Linked DNA regions of Mus musculus: regions 1, 3, 4 and 5 are each linked to region 2. The links are chromatin contacts, called in public Hi-C, HiChIP or PLAC-seq and promoter capture Hi-C maps. All regions are on one chromosome and are shown on one strand. The core of a region is the stretch at or near the end of the contact, and the rest is flanking DNA. Distances in the headings are between cores, read along the strand shown. Region 1 holds the start of Fkbp11 (FK506 binding protein 11). Region 2 holds the start of Mcrs1 (microspherule protein 1). Region 3 holds the start of Ccdc65 (coiled-coil domain containing 65). Region 4 holds the start of Cers5 (ceramide synthase 5). Region 5 holds the start of Larp4 (La ribonucleoprotein domain family, member 4).

The links. Promoter capture Hi-C pulls out the DNA fragments that hold promoters and counts their contacts. A called contact is a pair of places that touch in the nucleus more often than the background predicts. HiChIP or PLAC-seq counts read pairs in DNA pulled down with a chosen protein or histone mark.
Region 1: an H3K4me3 HiChIP or PLAC-seq map of bone marrow-derived macrophages shows a contact between it and region 2, with 3 times the contacts expected there. The contact joins the promoter of Fkbp11 here to the promoter of Mcrs1 in region 2. A contact is called at or near these places in 1 of 115 datasets of contacts at active chromatin or transcription factors (bone marrow-derived macrophages) and 1 of 9 other capture datasets (adipose tissue).
Region 3: a contact with region 2 is called in a Hi-C map of muscle stem cells, with 4 times the contacts expected there. The contact joins the promoter of Ccdc65 here to the promoter of Mcrs1 in region 2. A contact is called at or near these places in 1 of 484 Hi-C or Micro-C datasets (muscle stem cells), 1 of 115 datasets of contacts at active chromatin or transcription factors (pancreatic cancer cells) and 1 of 9 other capture datasets (liver).
Region 4: a contact with region 2 is called in a promoter capture Hi-C map of neutrophils, with 2.9 times the contacts expected there. The contact joins the promoter of Cers5 here to the promoter of Mcrs1 in region 2. A contact is called at or near these places in 4 of 39 promoter capture datasets (liver, neutrophils and pre-B cells), 1 of 115 datasets of contacts at active chromatin or transcription factors (the 230-238 cell line) and 1 of 9 other capture datasets (pancreatic islet).
Region 5: a contact with region 2 is called in a Hi-C map of cardiomyocytes, with 2.8 times the contacts expected there. The contact joins the promoter of Larp4 here to the promoter of Mcrs1 in region 2. A contact is called at or near these places in 3 of 39 promoter capture datasets (the SN4741 cell line, liver and neutrophils), 1 of 484 Hi-C or Micro-C datasets (cardiomyocytes) and 2 of 115 datasets of contacts at active chromatin or transcription factors (bone marrow-derived macrophages and pancreatic cancer cells).

What each region holds. Positions count from the first base shown.
Region 1 is chr15:98,726,749-98,729,448 of GRCm38.p6, forward strand. It overlaps Fkbp11 (FK506 binding protein 11), which reads right to left and starts at 1,450. Exons shown (of 6, transcript NM_024169.4): 1 at 1,209-1,450; 2 at 935-1,000; 3 at 463-550; 4 at 152-185. The coding sequence starts at 1,337.
Region 2 is chr15:99,250,666-99,253,365 of GRCm38.p6, forward strand. It overlaps Mcrs1 (microspherule protein 1), which reads right to left and starts at 1,296. Exons shown (of 15, transcript NM_016766.3): 1 at 1,197-1,296. 1700120C14Rik (RIKEN cDNA 1700120C14 gene) reads left to right here and starts at 1,123. Exons shown (of 3, transcript NR_045627.2): 1 at 1,123-1,336.
Region 3 is chr15:98,706,769-98,709,468 of GRCm38.p6, forward strand. Ccdc65 (coiled-coil domain containing 65) reads left to right here and starts at 1,426. Exons shown (of 8, transcript NM_153518.2): 1 at 1,426-1,768; 2 at 2,287-2,454. The coding sequence starts at 1,628.
Region 4 is chr15:99,771,101-99,773,800 of GRCm38.p6, forward strand. Cers5 (ceramide synthase 5) reads right to left here and starts at 1,415. Exons shown (of 10, transcript NM_028015.2): 1 at 1,083-1,415. The coding sequence starts at 1,279.
Region 5 is chr15:99,971,471-99,974,170 of GRCm38.p6, forward strand. It overlaps Larp4 (La ribonucleoprotein domain family, member 4), which reads left to right and starts at 1,310. Exons shown (of 16, transcript NM_001024526.2): 1 at 1,310-1,513. The coding sequence starts at 1,496. 2310068J16Rik (RIKEN cDNA 2310068J16 gene) reads right to left here and starts at 1,817. Exons shown (of 1, transcript NR_028124.1): 1 at 697-1,817.

The DNA.
Region 1 (2,700 bases), core at 200-2,699, 520 kb before region 2:
CCCTGGGGGGGGGGTTCCCATTAACCTGCACCTCTCCAGTATGAAGTCAGGGGCCCTTTACTCTACAACGTCCTGCCACTGGAGAAGGGATGACAGAGAAACCTTCTACCCGGAAAAAGGAGCAGTCAGGCCCCGGCCTTCAGATACTCACCCCACACACATGTCCAAAAGGCTCTGCTCCAGACCTTGAGGAAGAAGGCAAAACTGAACTAGAAGCTACATATCTTCCCCACAGTACCCAAGAGGAAAATCAAAGGCTCCCCGTCATCAAATGAGCTTAGCTCCACTTCTCAGACTCTCTGCCGCAGTGATGTGTGGGGCAAGAAGAGTGTTAGAAGTGGAGTCTGAGGTAGCGGGAGAGCCTTGGGATCCTTTTCATTCTAGCGGCTGTTCCAGAGCAATACAGCCGGCAAGCAAGCAAGGGCTTAGGCTAGGGAGAGGTCAGAGGCACGGGGCACATACCTGGAATCACCTGCTTTTGGCCGAGTTCTATGACCAGAGGATCTCTGGTCAGAGAAGTGTCAATAATGCGTCCATCTACCAAACTGCCCTGAAGACAAAAAAAAATGGTGGGTCTAAACCCACCATTCTTCCCACAATTTGGGACCACCCGGAAGGAAGCAACCCCTTTAACAAACTTGTGTCCTGTCCCCATCTCCTTCCACCCACCACCACCATGGGCAAGAAGGAACAGGAAGCCCCACGGGGCTGGCGCTTCTTGGAGCTCTCTCTATCCTTCTTTTCTCAGCGCTGGAGAGGAATCGGCAGAAAACAAGGAAGAAAGAGAAGCAGGCGAGAGGACGCCCCCACGTGCGGGCTGATCCTAGGACTCAAGTTCTCTAGGATAGCTTGCCACGTGTCCAAGCCAAAGCTGACGTGTTTCAGCCGGGCGCCGCCCCTCCCAGGCCACGCCCCGGACCCCCAAGCCCCTCACCGTGTAGTGTATGTGGAGCGTGTCTCCAATGGCAGCAGATTCCGTGCACGATTCAGGGGGCTGCACCTACGATCAGACTACAAGGGTCAAGGCTGCTCCTCCTAAGCTCCTCTGGAGACCCAGCACCTTTTCCCCCAACTCAGTTCCTTCGCTTCTTTCCTCTTCACTCTCACAGGACCATTTAGAGTCCCAGGCTTCCCCGCGATCCCTGGCCGTAAAGGGGAACGGCGGGACATGGGGTGGGGGGAGGGGAGTGGCACCACAGTCTCCTCACCAGGGTCTCCACTTGGAGGGTCCGGACAGGACTTTCGGTTTCTGGCCCAGCCTCAGCCCGGCACACCGCCCCACTGAACAGTAGCAGCAGTAACAGCTGGAGTGGTAGGAGCAAAGGGCTCAGGGTCATGATTGGACCGGGTCAGAGCACCAGGATACCAGGGCAGGCTGTTCGGGTGCACGCGACCAGGACGGGTTCCCTCACTCCAGGCCAGACTGGTATGGGCGGGTTTTCAAGGCGCTAGCTCCTCCTCCTCCTCCTCTTGCAGCCCTCCCTCCACTTTGTCCCCACCTCCTAGAGGGGAAGAGACTGCAGAATTCCCTAACCTGTGATGGAGGTCGCGGATGGTGACCCATCTAACAGTCTTTCTGACCCATGACGACGGCTGGATCATGTAATAGCACATATTTGCCATTACCAACTGTAAAGAGGGGCGTTCGTTTGTCTCTAACCTGCGAATGGCCAGGAAAGGGAGGCACACACTTGTCCCCATTTCATAGCTAGGGCACTTGCCCAAGGTTAACATGGCAACTGGTGACAGTACTCAAGCACAGGGCTAGCATTTGTGCTCTGCTCGGTCTTCTAAGATCTGTCCCTTTCCACTAAGCCCAGAGGCAGGTGTCCAAGTCGGCTGACCCTTCACACTCCTGTTCATTCTGCTCTCGGGTATGTCCAGAAAGAGCTGGCGGCTTCTCCAGCCTCCTGTCTTGGGAAGCATTACGGGGCATCTTCCTGTAAAAAGTGATCCATCACAGATCTTCTCCTACCAGCAATGGCGTTTCCTTCCTGTTTTCCACAAATCCTTTTCACAACAGCAGCACGGACACCAGTCTTGTGTTTATGCAAGGACTTCAGTTTTTAAAGGGGGCTCAAGTAATTTTAGGCAGCCTTACCAGTTTCGAATTTCATGGTCTGAACACTCACTGACAACCTAAGCTGTGGTACCCAGCTCCTGGTCACTCACTCAAAGGCTGTCTGGCATGGTGTCCTTCCATACCATATTTATTCTCAGGCTGTTTCTTGGTTCGTTGTCTTCTTTAGCATTGATACCGGTTGTAAACACAATTCCACCTGTGTGTCTGGCCAGCAGCTCAGACTACACACACACACACCCAACACACACTTCCTCTTATTTGGAAGAACCTGACCTCCCTGACCTGGCTGTCTTGGTGGTTCTCCTGTACCGACATTCTGAGATTTCTTCCATCTCTAATACCCAACCAGTTTCCTTTGGGATTTCCTCTTCCAGCCCCATTAGCGAGTGCCTCCATATATAATGCTATCATTCTAATTAAGCTCTCATGTTCTCTGGGGGTGGCTTTGTGGTATTGGGGATCCAGTCCAGGCAGGGCTCTGCTCATACCTGGCAAGCGCCTTAGTTAACACCCCTAACCCAGGAATTATTTTTTAAATGCTCATTGTCAGAGGCTGGATAGATGGCTCAGTGCTTAAGAGAGTTTGCTGCTCTTCCAAAGACCAATTCCCTGCACAC
Region 2 (2,700 bases), core at 46-2,545:
ACTCGTGCACCCTGTCTGAGGTAGTGGGAAGAGGCAAAAGAGCTCTACTCTCAATTGCACCTAACCATTAGTAGCTATTACCTGGTCTGATGGCTCTGACAGTTAATCCCAGCATGTGGAGGCGGAGGTAGAGGTAGAGGTAGAGGTAGAGGTAGAGGTAGAGGTAGAGGTAGAGGTAGAGGTAGAGGCAGGTGGATCTCTGTTGACTTTAAGGCCAGCCTCGTCTACAGAGCAAGCCAGGGCTATCTATATAATGGTGAGCCTCTGCTCCAAACAATAAAAACAAAAAATATAAGTAGCTATGTGGGAGTCACTGAGGCCTTTGTGTGAATGATAAAAAGATGTGGGAAAAAACGTATTAGGCTCAGAGATCTCTCTTAATTTTACCAGTGAATCCTAAATTAAGCATTTGGAACGTTAACCAGAAAGGGTCAAGGGATTCCTGACTCATTTGTTTTCCTTTGCCTGTCTACTCAAATCAGCAGCACCAGCCTGCCCCCAGGCCACAGCCTGGGAAGGTAGATGGAATCCCACTATCTCGCTACCCTTTTGCTTTCCCTTCCATTTGCAGCTTTTACTAAAGCGGGTGGTTCCTTCGGACGATTCAAACGTGGTTTGGGAACTGTATGAATACCCAGCGCTTTGGCAGCCCCGCCCCTCCTGACTCCGGCGTCTCGTAGAGCAAAGTTCTGGCTCTGCCTTTAAGGACGCTCCACGACCAGCTCCGTGGGTACCACAGAAGGGGGGTGCAGGTGTCCAGTCCCACGAGCAACTAAGGCAAAGTGCTTGCCCTCCTTCCCTTCCCTCCTCCCGACAGGGCACCCCCAAGGTGAGGGATCAGTGCAGGTCTGTTTCAGGGACTCTGGGGAGCAGTGGTAATTTAGTCAACTCTTCGGCTCCATACTACTGCATCGATCTCGCCATCTGGCTCTGAGGCCCACAGGCCGGTGGTAGCGAACCAGGACCAACTCCCAGACAATTCTCATCCCACCTCAAGCATGCCACCTGTGCGCATGCGTAACACCGCAGGCCAGAGCCTGGCCTGATCGGACTTACGCATGCGCAGATTTTTCGGGGCGATACCGGGGCGGGGCCCCAAATCTTGTTGTGGGGTTGTGCCCCGAGGCACGTTGGGAAACTCCACTTCACCCTCCAGGTCTACTCAGAACACTAGGAGACGAGTCGCGGGGTCTCACCATTCCTAGGCTGCCAGCTCCAACAATTTCTCCGCGGCGACGGCAGGAGCCGCAGGGCCAAAGCCGGCTTCCGTGAGACACATCTACTTCCGGGTTGCGAACGAAGGGTTGGACGATCTCTTCCGGTTCGTCCTGGACCCGTAAGTGGAAGGGGCGTGGCCGTGCGCCTTAGTGGAAACCATTTTGCGGGGAGCCGGAAATACAGCTTTCCCGGTTGGCAGAAGCGCTTAGGGAGGCACCAGGCAGTGTTAATTATAGGAACCGCGGAGGTTTCCGTGTTGGAAAACGCAGCGGGAGGGCGGGGCTTGTGCTGAGACCCCGCCCAGGCGACGCTGGGAGGGGCGGGGCCGCCGTGCATTCGTAATTAGCACTAACCTTGGTAGGTCTCTCTGGACCAAATCTTGTATTGTTTTATCTGCCAGTGTTTTCAGATAAGGGATTCGGTCAGGCTCTTTGCTAAGCACAGGACTGGAGGAACATGTTGGAGAGTTTGCTCTAACTGTGGCGTACAGTACGATCCCGAAAATTCCTGTCTAAGGGGGAGATGCAGGATGGTGGCCGCGTTCCTAAGGAAACACTCCTTAGAAGGAGCGGCGCCAGTTGCTTACGCCAGAAGAACTCCATCTAGACTGCTGGGGTCAGTCGTGGGTAGCCAGCAAACCAACCGAATCCTTTTCAGAGGACAGTGTTCCCTGAGGAAACTGTTTTGAAAGAAAGAACTAGTTCCCAGAGAACAGGAGACGTCCAGACTTTGGGGCCGTGAGAGATGCCCGGGAAAGCTAGGGAGACTGGGCTCTAATAGCTCTTTCATGCCTTCTTTGAGGGGCACAAAAGTGGAGCAGCTCTGGCTGGAGGAGCTTCCGGGAAGAGCGTTTGCCCAGCGTGCCTGACATCCTGAACTTAAGTGTCAAATGGACGACCCTGACAAGTTGCAAGTCTTCTCTTCATAATATACTGTTACTTATTTAACGAGCATGTATTTGCTTTATCGCTCCCAAAACAAAGTTTTCTGGTATACAGTGTGCTTGTTAGAGGTTTGTCAACTTGAAACTAGCTAGAATCTTCGCGCTCAGTTGAGAAAATGCCTCCTTCAGACTGGTTGGTAGGCAAGTCTGGGGTGTGTTTTCTTGTTTGGATAGATGTGGGAGGTCTAAGCAGTGCCTGCCTTGAGGTTCTTGCCCCAACTTTCCTCGGTAATAGACAGTGACTTGAAAGTTATGAGATGAGGGGCTGGTGAGATGGCTCAGTGGGTAAGAGCACCCGACTGCTCTTCCAAAGGTCTGGAGTTCAAATCCCAGCAACCACGTGGTGGCTCACAACCATCCATAACGAGATCTGACTCCCTCTTCTGGAGTGTCTGAAGACAGCTACAGTGTACTTACATATAACCAATAAATAAATCTTAAAAAAAAAAAAAGAAAGTTATGAGATGAAATAGACCCTTTGCTTCCCAGGTCGCCTTTAGTTACAGTGTTTTGATCACAGCAATTAAAAACAAACTAGG
Region 3 (2,700 bases), core at 176-2,675, 540 kb before region 2:
CATGAGAAGGGCACAGCTGGCTGCCTGGAGGTCACAGTGTGTGATTGGGGGCTTCGATGCTGCTTCAGGTGCAGATATTCCTAGGAGGGAGTGTGCACTGGTGTACATCTTTTTGTTAGCCACAGATTTTGCCCTTGAAAAGTAGGGTTAAAAAAAAATTTTTTTTAAGGAGCTGAAGAGGGCTGGTGAGATGGCTCAGTGGGTAAGAGCACCTGACTGCTCTTCCGAAGGTCCGGAGTTCAAATCCCAGCAACCACATGGTGGCTCACAACCTCCCTCATCTGGAGTGTCTGAAGACAGCTACAGTGTACTTACATATAAATAAATAAATCTTTTTTAAAAAAGGAGCTGAAAAGATGGCTCAGCGGTTAAGAACACTGGCTGCTCTTCCATAGATCTTGAGTTCAATTCCCATCAACTCACAACCATCTGTCATGGGGTCTGATGCCTTCTTCAGGCAAGCAGGTATACATGCAAATGAAGCACTCACACATTTAGAGAGAGAGAGAGAGAGAGAGAGAGAGAGAGAGAGAGAGAAACAAATTTAAGCTGGAAGTGATGACTCCTACATTTGATCCAAGCACTGGGGGTGGGGGATGTGGGGCGAGGCAGAAGTAGATGGATTTCTATCTATACAGTGAGTTTCTGGCCATCCAGGGCTACACTGAAACACTGTCTTAATTTTTTAGTAAGATTTATTTATGTGTATTTGCGTTTCTCTTGCATGTATATGTGTGGACCATGTGTCTACCCCATGTCCACAGAGGTCAGATGAGGGAGTCAGATCCCCTGGGACTGGAGTTATGAACAGTCATGAGCTGCCCATGTGGGTGCTAGGAACCAAACCCAGGTCTTCTGCAAGAGTGGCAAGTGCTCTTTGCCTCTGAGCCATCTCTCTATCACTAAGGAGACAATTTACAAAATATTTTTAAATATTTTATGTGTATGTGTGTTTGTGCACGTTAATGCAGCGTCCACCGAGGCCAGAAAGGCGTGTTTTGATCTCCTGAAACTGGGGTTCCAGGTGCTTGTGATCTCAGACCATTGGGCTTGGCAGTACCTCCCTTACCCAGTGAACCATCTCATTATTTGTATGTATGTGTAAGTGGTTTTGACCTGTTCTACGAAATCCGATGCTGTCTTCTGACCTCTGCAGGCACCAGGCATGCGCACGGTGCTCAGACACACACGTGGACAAACCAGGCATACACCAAATTAAAAAGTAAAATGGAAAAACTATTTGAAGACATTTATTATTTTTTTAAGAGAGACTAGGGTTCTTGATTTAAAAAAAAAAAAAAAAAAAAAAAAAGCCTACTTAAAAGAACTGACTGCGGTCCTCCGGCATGCAGGGGGCGCTGAAGTAATGCTGCCTCCCTATTTCTCACCCCGCGGTCTTAGCGAAGGTCCTTGTTGCTAGGAGACAAGATGCGTCTTTCTGTTCTCCAGCTGGGAGTCGGGTGTCGCCTGAGCACTCTTGGCGTGGAGGACAGAGGTCTAAGGCCCCATTACCTTAGCTCCAGAAGGTCCCTCCCTGTCTATGGGAAGTTTTTCTTTCTAATTCCTCACAAGTGGCTCGTAGCAGCAGGCAGAGGCTCCTTGCCCGGACCCAGTCCGCAGCCCAGCCATGTCTAAAAAAGGAAAAAAGCCCAAGTTGCCCAAGGCACCCCTGTCCGAGGAAGATCAGCTGCTTATATTTCAGCAAAAGATGCTGGCTGACGAAGAGGCAGCCAAGAAGAAAGAGAGACTCCTCACCCAGTTCTTGAAGGTGATGCTCGTCTGCAGTGTGTCCTGCCCAAACCCCCAAACCCCCAAACCCACCGCCCATGCACTGGTACCGTTGCCTGGGGTCGCGTCCTTGTGGCAGGCTCATTTTCATCCTTTCCTATCCCTCTGAAGTCCTTGGTCCCAAAATACATGGGCTTCAGACAACATTGGTTTTTGCCTAGGGCATTCTCTGTGAAACATGGGGGAGGGGAGAATTGAGTTTGGCAGTATCAACCGAGCCCCCAGAATTAGGACAGTGGATGCTGTCAGGTGTCCAAATTCAGCTGTCTTGAATTCTGAGGTTGGGTCTGGAGTGGGGTCGTTAGAAACTCTTCTCTGATGCTTCACCCTGAAGGGAACCCATTCATTGGAAACCACAAACAGGAGCCCCCGAGTGTTGGCTGCCAAGGGCTTTGTTTGTGAGAATACACGGGGACTGGTATTTTTCAGCGTGGTATCGATAGCACCGAGGTGGACCTTTCGCCTTGGCTGAAACGCATGTGATTACTCCTCCCTCAGGACAAGTTGGCCAAAGAAGAACACAACAGCGCTCTAAACCTTAATAAGATTAACACGCAGTGGAGAACCATCCTCAGGGAGGTGAAGACCAGAGAGCTTCACCAAGACATCGAGATCCTCAGCCAGACCTTTGAACGCGTGGTGGACTGTAAGGACAGCGTCATCAAGGTATGCACCCTCTCGGGCGTGGTGGCGCACACCTTTAATCCCAGTACTCGAGAGGCAGAGGCAGGTGGATTTCTGAGTTCAAGGCCAGCCTGGTCTACAGAGTGAGTTCCAGGACAGCCAGGGCTACACAGAGAAACCCTGTCTCAAAAAGACCCCCCCCCAAAAAAAAAAAGAAAGAAAGAAAGAAAGAAAGAAAGAAAGAAAGAAAGAAAAAAGAAAAGGGAAAGGGAAAAGGGAAAAAAGAAG
Region 4 (2,700 bases), core at 165-2,664, 520 kb after region 2:
AAGAAAAAAAACCCTTGTAGACAAATCAAAGAAGTAATCCAAAACAGATACTTCTGAGTAATGGATTATTTTGTCTAACCACATCTCCACACTAGAAAAGGAATTCTGGCATCAGTGTCGTGTTTGTTCTAGATAAGGTTTTTACAGAAGGCGTCTCTGCCTACGAGGAAAGTACTTCCTTGGAGTTTGAGTAAGCTTTATCAAAAACACAGCTATGATTGATCCTCATTACAGATCGCATCAGATCCTTGAAGAACAGTGTCTTTTTGGCAGCAGATAAGACTAGCCCTTTGAAGAACGGGGTGGGGGTGGGGTGGGGGGGATCTTCTGCCCAGAGCATGTAGCTGGGCAAAGTATGTTGTGAATACTACCACCTTAGAAGCTGGTTCACAAAGCTGTTTCCAATAAAGTCTCAGGCTCCATCGCCTTCAAAATGACCACTTCTCCCATCTCAGGCTTCCAAGGCCCGTTCAGCAGTTCCTCTTGACACCTTCCCCAAATGTTGGAAGCCTCAGGCTTCACCACACCCTATCCTAGCCAGACGTCTGCTGTCATACTAACACGTTCACGCGCTAACAAATCAGGGCTTGGGGCCTAACTGATCCTGTTGTTTCAAACCCCAGAAGTAAAGTAACTTTAGCAAACATTACATCTCATGCATCCACCTACGTCGCTCGGAAGCTCTGGCGCTTGCACTGAACCCACAAGCTTCCAGGACCCCAGCTAATTCTGGTTCTCCCAGGCCCTTCCCGTTCCTCTCGCCGGGCACTGCGGGAGCACGACTCACTCTTGGGTTCCTGGAGATTGGGAGGCAGCCTTCGAGAGCTCCATGCGACTCTGTGATCTGCACTTCTGAGGCCCAGCACTCCCCTCGATTCTCTCTCACTCGCCCACACCCTAGACTCGCGCGGTCTGCGCGCACGCAGGCTCCAGGGGCGCGTCGCCGGGCTCCGAGCATCCCCGCCGCGGCCCGGGCTCCCCGGCTCCCCCGCCCCGCCGCCTCGGCTTCCGGCCCTCGGTCTCCGGCCCAGGCGTCCCGCCCCTACCCCCCGCCATCCCCGGCCCCGCGCAGCAACGCTCACCGCTCAAACAGCATCCTCACGGAGAAGATGCACACTGCCAGCGGGAACACCGACAGCACGTGCTGGGCGCGCGGGTAGCCGTAGCCGTCGCCCGGGCCCTCCAGGTCCGCCCAGCTCACGTTCTGAGGCAGCCAGAAGCTCTCGCTCCACAGCCAACCCCACAGGAGGCCCAGGGTTTCCGCTGCTGCAGTCGCCATCTTACGCGCGCCCGGCGGCCACTGCCGCCACAGCCTCGGAGGCAGTCAAGGCAAAAGGAACCCGCTGGGAGGCGGCCCCGAGGCGGGGCCCGGCCTACGGCCACCCTCTTCCGTCCCTGGGTCCTCCCAGCCGCCCAGCCCGCCTCTCCCGCAAGGATGGCCTCCTCCCCGCCCATCCCGCCTTCCCGCCCACTTCTCCGTCGCAGCAGCCCAGGCCCCTCATGTGGGTCCCGGCCTCGCCCCGCGTGCCCATTTCTTCTTGGCCACGCCCACCTGTCCTGGTCACGCCCCTCACCTGCAGCCCGAGCCACGCCCAGTTTCTTTCAGCAGGTTCGACATCACCATGGTCACACCCCTACCTCAGGCTAGTTTCTCCCTTTTGGAAACACTCTTCCTAGTCCAGCAGATTCAAGTTCTTTCTGGCTCCCGGCCCGGCTATACGTTCCTGATCATCACTTACAGTCCCGGTGTCCCAGCCAGCCGGCTGTGCTGTTCATCCTAGTTGATTCCTCCTCCTCCTCCTCCTCCCCCTCCTCCTCCTCCTCCTCCTCCTCCTCCTCCTCATACTCCTCCTCCTACTCCTCCTTCTCCTTTTTTGCACTTCCTTGATCTCCACCCCCCTCCTTGGCTTTAGGCCTTAAAAGTTACCTTCACTTTTTCTCAGAGAAAACACAAGGCTTTGAAATATCTTTACATTAAAAGCCTGTAATTCCAGCCTCCACTGTAATCCCACTTGGGGCTCAGGGTCGTTCTCTGCAAGTTCAGGGCCAAAATGAACTTCATGAGACCTCCCCATCCCACCCCCATTCCCTTTTGAGTGTCTGTGGGAGGTAGTGTTTCACAGCTGACGGCTCCGCACTTGGGTGACCAAAGGGAGAGAATTGTCCCTTCCTTTTAAGACCAGTTTGCATACAGTACAGGACAAAAGGTTCCTCCTCTCCCCTCTTGAGGCAGAAGGTAATGGGGGGAAAAAAAAGCAACAAGGCAAAAGGAAAATAAATGACCGCTAGTTTTAATGACATCTGTCATGTAGCAGTTTATGAAGGAATAAACTGAAGTCCAAAGAGGCAGAATAGTTTGCCCAAAGTCATATAGACCAACAGCTGTAATTAGAAAATAATTAGAGGGGCTGGTGAGATGTCTCAGTGGGTAAGAGCACCCGACTGCTCTTCCGAAGGTCTGGAGTTCAAATCCCAGCAACCACATGGTGGCTCACAACCATCTGTAATGAGATCTGACTCCCTCTTCTGTAGTGTCTGAAGATAGCTACAGTATACTTAGATATAATAAATAAATAAATCTTAAAAAAAAAAGAAAGAAAATACTTAGACTCCAGAACTCTCATTTCCTTATCTTACAAACCACCTCAACTTTATTTTTTTATTTATTTATTGTTTCCAGCCCGCTTGGGCCCAGATCGC
Region 5 (2,700 bases), core at 60-2,559, 720 kb after region 2:
TGCCTGCAGGCAAAGAGCCATATGTATAGAATGAAAATAAATTTTTAAGAAAGATAAAGAGGGCTGGGCATGGTGGCACACACCTTTAATCTCAGCACTCGGTGGGGGTGGGGGTGGGGGTGCACAGGCAGGCGGATTTCTGAGTTCTAGGCCAGCCAGGTCCACAAAGTGAGTTCTAGGACAGCCAAGATCTACACAGAGAAACCCTGTCTCAAAGTGGGGAAAAAAAAAAAAAAAAAAAACAAGAAAACAAGCAAGAGTTGATGAAATGAAAACATCACTTTAAGGTGTTGTTCCAGCATTCAGGTGGCAGATAGGTAGATCTCTGTGAGTTCAAGCCAGCCTGGTCTACAAAGTGAGTTCCGGGAACAACCTAGTCTACACAGAAACCCTGTCTCAAAAAAACGGAAACACACACACACACAAATATATATATGTAAATTTTTTATTTTTTTGTTTTTTTTGAGACAGAGTTTCTCTGTGTAGCCCTGGCTGTCCTGGAACTCCCTCTGTAGACCATGCTGGCCTTGAATTCAGAAATCCGCTTGCCTCTGCCTCCCAAGTACTGGGATTAAAGGCGTGTGCCACCACGCCCGGCTCATGTTTTTTTAAATTAAAAAAAAAAAAAGTGTTTGAAACTGGAGCAATAGAGACTGGTAGAGGAAGAATAACTCTAGTAAAAATAATTAAATATTTGTATACTATTTTATTTGACTATGAAAACATAATAAAGAAGAGATCTAGGCTAATTATTTTTAGTAGAGCATTAAGCATCACAGCGGAGCATCATTATGTTAATGAGACCTGATTCCGAGGGGCTTGGGCTAAAGTTTTATCAAAGTTGTAGCGAAAGGAATCTGACTGTTCCAGCACTCCTCCAACAATACATTCATAGGGTCTTAAGATTAACTTATGCAAAATGCTTAGTAAAGTACAAGCACTGAGTAGCTGAAGAGTATCTTAGCTCCCTCTTCAGCTTTTTTTTTTTTTTTTCTAATGAGGGGCGGGAGGAGCCAGTACGTCATCAGCAGGGGCGGGTGCACTCGGTCGCTTTTTAATCGGACCTAGGTTTTTAACCACGAATCTGCGCAAGGGTTAGCAGTGCGGTGTCAGCTTTTTGGTAGAAAGTACAAATGCTTTAGTGAGCGTTTTGCACAGCCCGGCGCGGCCTCCCGGGCGTCGACCCACACGCGACACGTACCACACACTTTCGCCTTCGCCGCCACAGACGAGCCTGCCGGAGCGAAGCACGCACAGGGGCGGGCAGGCCCTCCGCCCCCGGAAGCAGTTTTCCTCCAGAACCGGAAACAGTTGTTGCTTCCCGGGAGGAGGGACTGGGCGGGTCAGGGCGCAGCGGCTGACGGCGGGGGAGGAGCCGGGTCCACTGCCGGGTGGAGGGGCAAGGCGAGTGTCCTTATCCTACCGACCGGGGCCCGGGCCTGGGAGCCAGTTGGAGTCGCGGCAGCGTGAACGATCGGGCCGAGCGGAAGCAGACATGTTGCTCTTCGTTGAGGTGAGTGGCTCGGGTCGCCCGGTCGGGCTCTGAGAAGAGCCGGAGTGTTCGGGGCGCGGGCCGGTCCCACCGCCATGTGACTTTCCAGGCCGTCCACGCCGCGGAGCCCGACGAGAGGCTGACACAGCACCTGGGCCGTGCAGGCCGTGCAGCCCCGCTGTGCCCTCCGCAGGCCCGAGGAGCCTGTGTGGGTCGAGGCCCCCGGCGGCAGGGAAAGGGAAGGCGGCGCGTCGGGGGCTGGGCTGAGGTGGCGTGAGGAGCCGAGGGAGCCGAGGGTGTCCCATATGGAGCTCCTGAAGGAGGCGAGCGGGCGGGCGGGCGGCGGGGGCGGAGCCTGCGGAGAAAGGGCGATCAGGTGGGCGCGCTGGGGGTGAGCGAGGCCTCGCGGGGCCGCCTGGGACGGAGCGAGCAACATGTGGGAGCGCGGGAGAAGGGGAACTGCGGGCGCGGTGGGGTTTTGTCTCGCTAACTGGGGAGGGGCGTGTTGTTGTTGTTTTTTTTTTTTTTTAAGAGAGTAGAAAGCTCGCCCGCTCCCCCCACCTCCGGACCCCCCAAGCTGCACCAAAATTTTGTTGGGTTGCGTCCGCCGGCTCTGGAACGTTCGAGGGGGGTGCGGGGGGAGAAAGCGAGCTGGTGCGAACGGCGAAGCCCCACAGGGGTCGGAAGCCTTGAAAGGCACCGCTCTGACCTTTTGTAAAAGTTACTCGGGCTGCGGCTGCGTGGTGCGGGTTGATTCCGCGAACCTGTTCGGGGCCAGTTACAAGGAAAATTGCAAAGGAGGAGAGAAACTTAGGTGAAGCCGGGGTTTTGTGGTGGTGTTGGATCGGTGGAAATACCGTTTCTATTGGACCGTCTACCGTCCGCCTGTTTGAGATTTCAAGGTAGTGATTACCTGTCTTAGACAAATAATGAAGTTTAATTTCTCTCGTTTCTGCCCGGTTGTGTTGAGTGAGCATCAGCTGACTGCCTGGCAAATGCTTTGAGTAGATTCCAGATCATATTGTTCTTACATTGTGAAAACGTCAATCCAGCAAAGCTGCAACTTTGCAACTTGGCATTTGTTAACTATGCCCATAAAAAGAATCTTTTCATGAGAGACGGAATCACAGGTTGTATAATGGACTTGGAAGATGGGGCTAACTTAGGGGCAAAGAGTGTTCAGAGTGGTGGTGGGAGAATCTTAGGGT